2 separate regions of the Sus scrofa genome follow, and region 2 is linked to region 1. The links are chromatin contacts, called in public promoter capture Hi-C maps. All regions are on one chromosome and are shown on one strand. Each heading gives the region's core, a stretch centred on a gene start, on an enhancer-like site or on the middle of the called end of the contact. The rest is flanking DNA. Distances are from core to core; before and after follow the strand shown.

Region 1 (2,700 bases), core at 35-2,534:
GAAAATCTAAAAGTTCTTAGGAGAGCTTGGGAGTCACCTAACAACTGTGATACCTCAGTCGGAGGAATCTTTAAGCCCAGTGCAAAGGCTTATTTCCATCTAAGGCTCCTCACTAACTCTGGCAGTGATAAATGTTACAAGGCATGTCCTTCTGCTCTTCCCAACTCCAAGACCAAGGAGGCTCTGAATTAGCGTCAACTCACAAGGAACAGGTGAGAGGGAGGCCCTCAATTTTGTGAAAACCCACGGAGAGATCACTGCACACAATTTATTTCCATCGCTCTACGTCTGAGGCTGATTCTCACCAACGGCACAATCCTTGATCGGCAGTCTGCTTGGGCTCAGGATCCGGTCAGGACCCAGGCCGCAATGGGTTTCATCTAGCGACTTCCGAGGGCGCCAGGGGATCGGCTTGGCTCAGGGCGAGCTGGTCTTTCTTCTCCTTCTGCAGGACCTGCTCCTCCCACAGCGCCTGATCCACCTGATCGTCGGTGAGCACTACAGGCTTGTACTTCTCATCGAAGAGCCGCTCGTTGGCTTCCGAGTGCAGCTGGTGGGGCTCCACGACGCGTAGATGTGCCGGCAGGTGCAGGAACTCGTCGTGGTTGATGTCGCAGTCGCGCATCCGGGCCCCCAGCACCCACCAGCGGCCCACGAAGCCCACATCCAAGATCCGGTCCGGGAAGTCCGCCCAGCGGGGCTGCAGGTAGCGGCAGCGGGCCTGGTAGAGGCTGACCTGGGCGTCGAACGGCGCCTCGTACACAAGCGAGCAGAGGCCCAGGCTCACGTGGCGCAGGCGGCCGCGACCCCGCAGCCAGAGCAGCCGCTGCACAAATGCTTCAGAATCGCGGTTGCGTGTGGCCGGCGCCAACAGCAGGAGCGTCCCCGACGCATCCAGCAGCGCCTCCTCAAAGGCTGCCTCACTCGGCGCCAGGGCGCAGCAGGCCGCCGCGCCGCCCAGCAGCCCCACGTACACGGCTGCACGCCCGGGCCGGGCTCGCGCTGCCGCCGCCGCGTCTCTGCAGGCCTCTGCGTAGTCCTGGAGCAGCGCGCGGGCCCAAGCTCCTGAGAGGAGAGAAGCGCGATGAGGGCGGTCGGGCCGCTGCGGCCCCCCACCCCCACCGCCTAGCGCCTCTACTCACCCAACCGCGCCCACACGCCAGGCTTTGCAGCCGCAGCGTCCCCCGCCTCCCCACGGCTTCGGGACCACAACCTCTTCAGTGCAGCGGCCGCCATCCTCTTCCGGCTGGGCGTCCCTACTCCGAAAAGAAACGCCTGGTATGCGAAACAAAAAGATCCGGTGAATATCTTCTGCGCAAGCGTCAACATTTCCGGAGGTAGTTTCCCATCGGAAGACGATAGAAAACGGACCGACGCCGGATGTTGCTGTCGGGTCCGACTGGGGTTGCCCCGGCTGGTAGGCGGGTCGCGCAGGCGCAGAGAGTACCGGCCACGCCAGTTGAGGCGGCCTCAGGTGAGGTGGGCGGGGGTGCACCTGGGGGGCGGGAGTGCTGTGTTCACGCCCCTGCGGTACGGTCAGCCGCCAAACGGGGCTCGGGGCTGAGGGTTGGCTTCAAGGAGTGGCGCTGAGTGGGGTTGGGGTGGGCCTGATTGGCCTCTCTCCTCAGAGCGGGATGCGGCGACGCCCCTGAGTGATCATGGCAGCGGCGGACGAGCTGGCCTTCCACGGTGAGTGCCGCCGCGGTCTGACCCCACTCCTACTCCCTCCACTGGCCAGAACCTCCCATCCAGGTCCCAGCTCACATCTAACCGGAATCCCAGTCAGCTGTGAAACCTGACCCAGGCAGGAACCTCGCTCCAGCCCTAAACTCAGACCTCAAACCTGAGCCTCTACCCCATACCAGCCCTCAATTGCGGTCCAGTGTTAGGAGTGAGGGGAAGGGGACACACCTCTTTCCCACTCCCCAAAATTGAGGAAGCTGTACCCTGGGTTGGGGGGAACACCGAGGTGGTCACAGTTAGTCTTGGCCCCCAGATGAGCAGTGGGCAGAACCAAATTGTCTTGACCCCTTCAAATACACCTGTGTCCCATATTCCTTCTCAGCAGAGTTCGAGGAAGCCACTAATTTGCTGGCCCAGACCCCAGAAGCGACCACCACCAGAAGTGATCAGTTGACCCCCCAGGGGCATGTGGCTGTGGCCATGGGCTCAGGGGGCAGCTATGGAACTGAGGATGATGCAGAGGAGAGTGACAAGGCAGCGGTGGGTCCCCTAAGTCTCTGTGCCCTGCCTTTGTCTAGTCCCTGCTGCCCTTCACCCCTCACTGAAAGCCCACACTGTTCAGCTCCTACAGGAGGAGAAGCAGCAGCCTGGTTTCTGGACCTTTGGCTACTATCAGACATTCTTTGACGTGGACACTTCACAGGTCAGACCCGGGGAGTTGGTGGAATGGGGCTCAGAGTCACACTTGGGGTTCAGCCACTAGTCACTGAGCATTTCCTGCGCACCAGGCCCTGAGCAAGTGCTAGCAATACTCATATGAGAGAACAAGAGTCCTACCCAGGCTGGTAGATGTAACTGTGTGGACTGCAAGGATTTTGATGTGTGACAGGGAACACACGTGATATGGTGGGTTAGGGAAGGACCCCTTGGGAGAGATGAGGAATTTGCTGACACTTAAAGGAGAAGGTAGATTTAGCCAGGCAGAGTGGAAGGAAGCTTAAGTACGTTCCAGGCCCA
Region 2 (2,860 bases), core at 180-2,679, 280 kb before region 1:
GAGTACCACCGTGAGCTAGAGCGCAACTACTCCCGCCTTCGGGAGGCTCTGCAGCCCCTGCTCACCCAGCGCCTTCCCCAGCTGCTGGCACCGACCACAGCCAGTAGCCTCAGGTGCCTGACCTGGGGCCTCCCTACCCTAGAGAAGGCAAGGCAGATAGGCAAAGCCAGGCAGAGCATGGGGGCGGTTACACATGTGCACATCAACACGGGTGCTCATGGCTTTGCACAAACATGTGAACACTCAGACATGTGCAGGCTCTGGGCAACTTTTTCTGATCCTAGCCAGGTCATTTCCCAGGCATGTGACTTCATGTTTCTAAGACTCAGTTTCCACATCTATCAAAAGGGGCATGATTCATATCTCCAGTGATGGAGTCTAAGAATCTCTGATTCTGTAGCCAGATTAGAACCATTGTGAAAGGAACCAGGAAGACCCTAGAAGGATCTTTGGAGGAAGAGGCTGGGGAGCATCATGCAGTTGGGGGCCCTGTGGCCATGTTGATCCATCTCATTCCTCCCCTAGGAACTCCTTGAACAGAGCCAGTTTCCGGAAGGCTGATGTCTGAACCCACAGGGCCTGAAGCCACACGCCAGAGGAACCAGCAGCCTGGCCTCAGTTGTCTGTGCCTTCCTGAGAGTCTCCCCCCACTGCCCACTTAGCCCTGGGTGACCACACTGCACATGGGGCTGGGCCCTCTGTTCCTCTGTCCTCATCTGTGTGCACTGATGCTCCTTACCTTTTCTAATTTAAAATGGTTTTTATAAACAGCCTGTGTGGTATGGTCCCTGGGGTCTGGGTCCTGGGTACACTTTACCTGCACACCCTGGCTATTGATGCACAGACACTGAGAACCACTTGGGTGCCAGGGACACATCAGTGACAATAGATGCAATTCCTGCCCTTTTAGAGCCGACATTCTAGCAAGGAAGGCAAAACACAAATGACAGTGTCACATGGGTGCATGGGAAATAATGGTAACACTTACTAAACCCTTGCTGAATGCCCAGTCCTGCATAATTGGTGCCCAGAAAGACACTCCCCTGTTTATGAGCCTTTCTGCCTGAGGGACCTCCCTAGGTCCCTGCCTCATGGTTGGTGAATCTGATCAACTCCATGGTCTTAACCCTGCTTTACAGATGGGGAAACTGAGGCAGCAAGCAGTTGAAAGCTTGGTAGGGTTAGGAACTGAGCCTAGGCATTAGCTTTGGCCTGTGCAGCTTCGCCTTGACCAGGGCCCCCCCTGCCTGCCCCGTGGTGGTCACGCCACCGTGTACCAGGCCCGCGCTGGGCGGCTTCCAGCCCTGGGCTGGCTGGGGGAGGGGTGACCTCCTATAGCCGCCGCCGTCACCACCCGCCCTCAAGGCCCTCCAGGAGCTGGGCCCTGGCCAGCTCCGCCCCGCCAGCTCCGCCCCCTCCAGCCCCCCCCCCCCGCAGCGGCCCAGCTGCAGCAGACCGAGGAGGACACGGTTGCGGGAGGACCCTGCCCTGGGGAGTGGAGGAGGGGTTGGAGTTCGGACACCCCCACGTGCGCGCACACACACACACCTGCCCTCCAGGTGCATTTGTGTCCCCACCCCCACTTCCCCTACACCGCGGCCGGGCTGCCTGGGACTGGAGGGAGCGGGGGTGGTCTGGAGGGGGCGGGGCGGGGCGGGGCGGAGCTACTGCCGAGGGCCGGGCGACCGGGCGGCGGCGCGGAGGACGCACGGGCGGCGGGACGCTGGGACGGCGGCGGCCGGATTGCGCGAGGCGAGTAGCACCCGGGCTGGGTCAGGGTTCGAGTCCGGTTCGGGGTTCGAGCGTGGTCCCCACTCCACCCCACCCCATCCCGCCTTCAACCCCCGGGCTCGACCTCGCAGGTCTCTACAGCCGCTGCCTCCAACTCCGTTATCTATGCCCAAACTTTCCGCACTTCCAGCGTCTCGGTCCCCGCGCCGCTGTCCCGTCCCCATCTTTGACCCTGTCCCAGCTTCTCTCCCCCGGCCCCATCCTCCGTCTGTATCTCCCTGTCCCTTCGCCCCATCATTGCCTTCCCCCTTACCCTCCCCCTTGTCTCCGTCCTCCTTTCCACCTCTGTCCCTCCCCACCAACCTCCACTCTCTATCCTCCCTCGCCCTCCTCCGCAGCCGGGCCAGAGCCAGGCCCCAGGCGGCGGGAAGGCGTCCGGGCGTCCGGCCGGGCTGGGCCTCGGCCTGCGGCTGGGCCGGCGTGGGGAGCGGCAGCTGTTTGCCATTAACTGGGGACCCCGCAGACCCCGCCCTCTCCCTCCACGGGGCGGGGTCCTCCTCACCCCCGTCTTTGGGGCGGGGAGAGGAATGGGAGACCCCAGGGACGTACAGGCTGGTCTGGGAGAGGGGCTTTAGGGAGACCCCGCCGGACTTCTGGCCTGCCTCGGACCCCGCCTGCGCCCTTTCCCTGAGCTTCCCACCTGTCCTCTCTTGGAGTGTCCTGTCTCTCTTCCTATCCTGTGTCCTCCCCATTCTCCAGGGGTCCCATAGAAAGAGAGGACCCTCAGCCACAGACACCCACCACCACTACACTGACCCCCACCATCTGCTGTCTCCACCTTGAGTCGCCTTCCCACGTGGAGGACCCTCAGAGGGCTGGAGAAGCTCAGACCCCAGTCTCTCTCAGAGAAATGGGCAGAGGGATGTGGCGAGGAGGGTGAAGTTGCCTTCGCTGCCAATGGGGAATCTACCAGCCACTTCCCCCTTTGGTGACCCTGGGCAAGTCACTGTACCTCATAGATACCTCATCTGTAAAATAGGGTGATAACTACTCACCTCATTTATCCTGATCAAATGAGTTGTTTGGATGGTGATTATACTTACTACTGTTATTTGCTGTACCCCTCTCC

The links. Promoter capture Hi-C pulls out the DNA fragments that hold promoters and counts their contacts.
Region 2: a contact with region 1 is called in a promoter capture Hi-C map of fetal liver, with 2.8 times the contacts expected there. The contact joins the promoter of KANK2 here to the promoter of TIMM29 in region 1. A contact is called at or near these places in 2 of 5 promoter capture datasets (fetal liver and liver) and 1 of 47 Hi-C or Micro-C datasets (embryonic fibroblasts).

Annotation. Positions count from the first base shown.
Region 1 is chr2:69,648,254-69,650,953 of Sscrofa11.1, reverse strand. It overlaps TIMM29 (mitochondrial import inner membrane translocase subunit Tim29), which reads right to left and starts at 1,284. Exons shown (of 2, transcript XM_003123205.4): 1 at 1,143-1,284; 2 at 1-1,065. The coding sequence starts at 1,236. The coding sequence ends at 377. YIPF2 (protein YIPF2) reads left to right here and starts at 1,263. Exons shown (of 9, transcript XM_021083826.1): 1 at 1,263-1,474; 2 at 1,629-1,689; 3 at 2,066-2,223; 4 at 2,306-2,386. The coding sequence starts at 1,659.
Region 2 is chr2:69,923,763-69,926,622 of Sscrofa11.1, reverse strand. KANK2 (KN motif and ankyrin repeat domain-containing protein 2) reads left to right here and starts at 1,429. Exons shown (of 14, transcript XM_021083853.1): 1 at 1,429-1,559. DOCK6 (dedicator of cytokinesis protein 6) reads left to right here. Exons shown (of 49, transcript XM_021083867.1): 48 at 1-113; 49 at 526-768. The coding sequence ends at 568.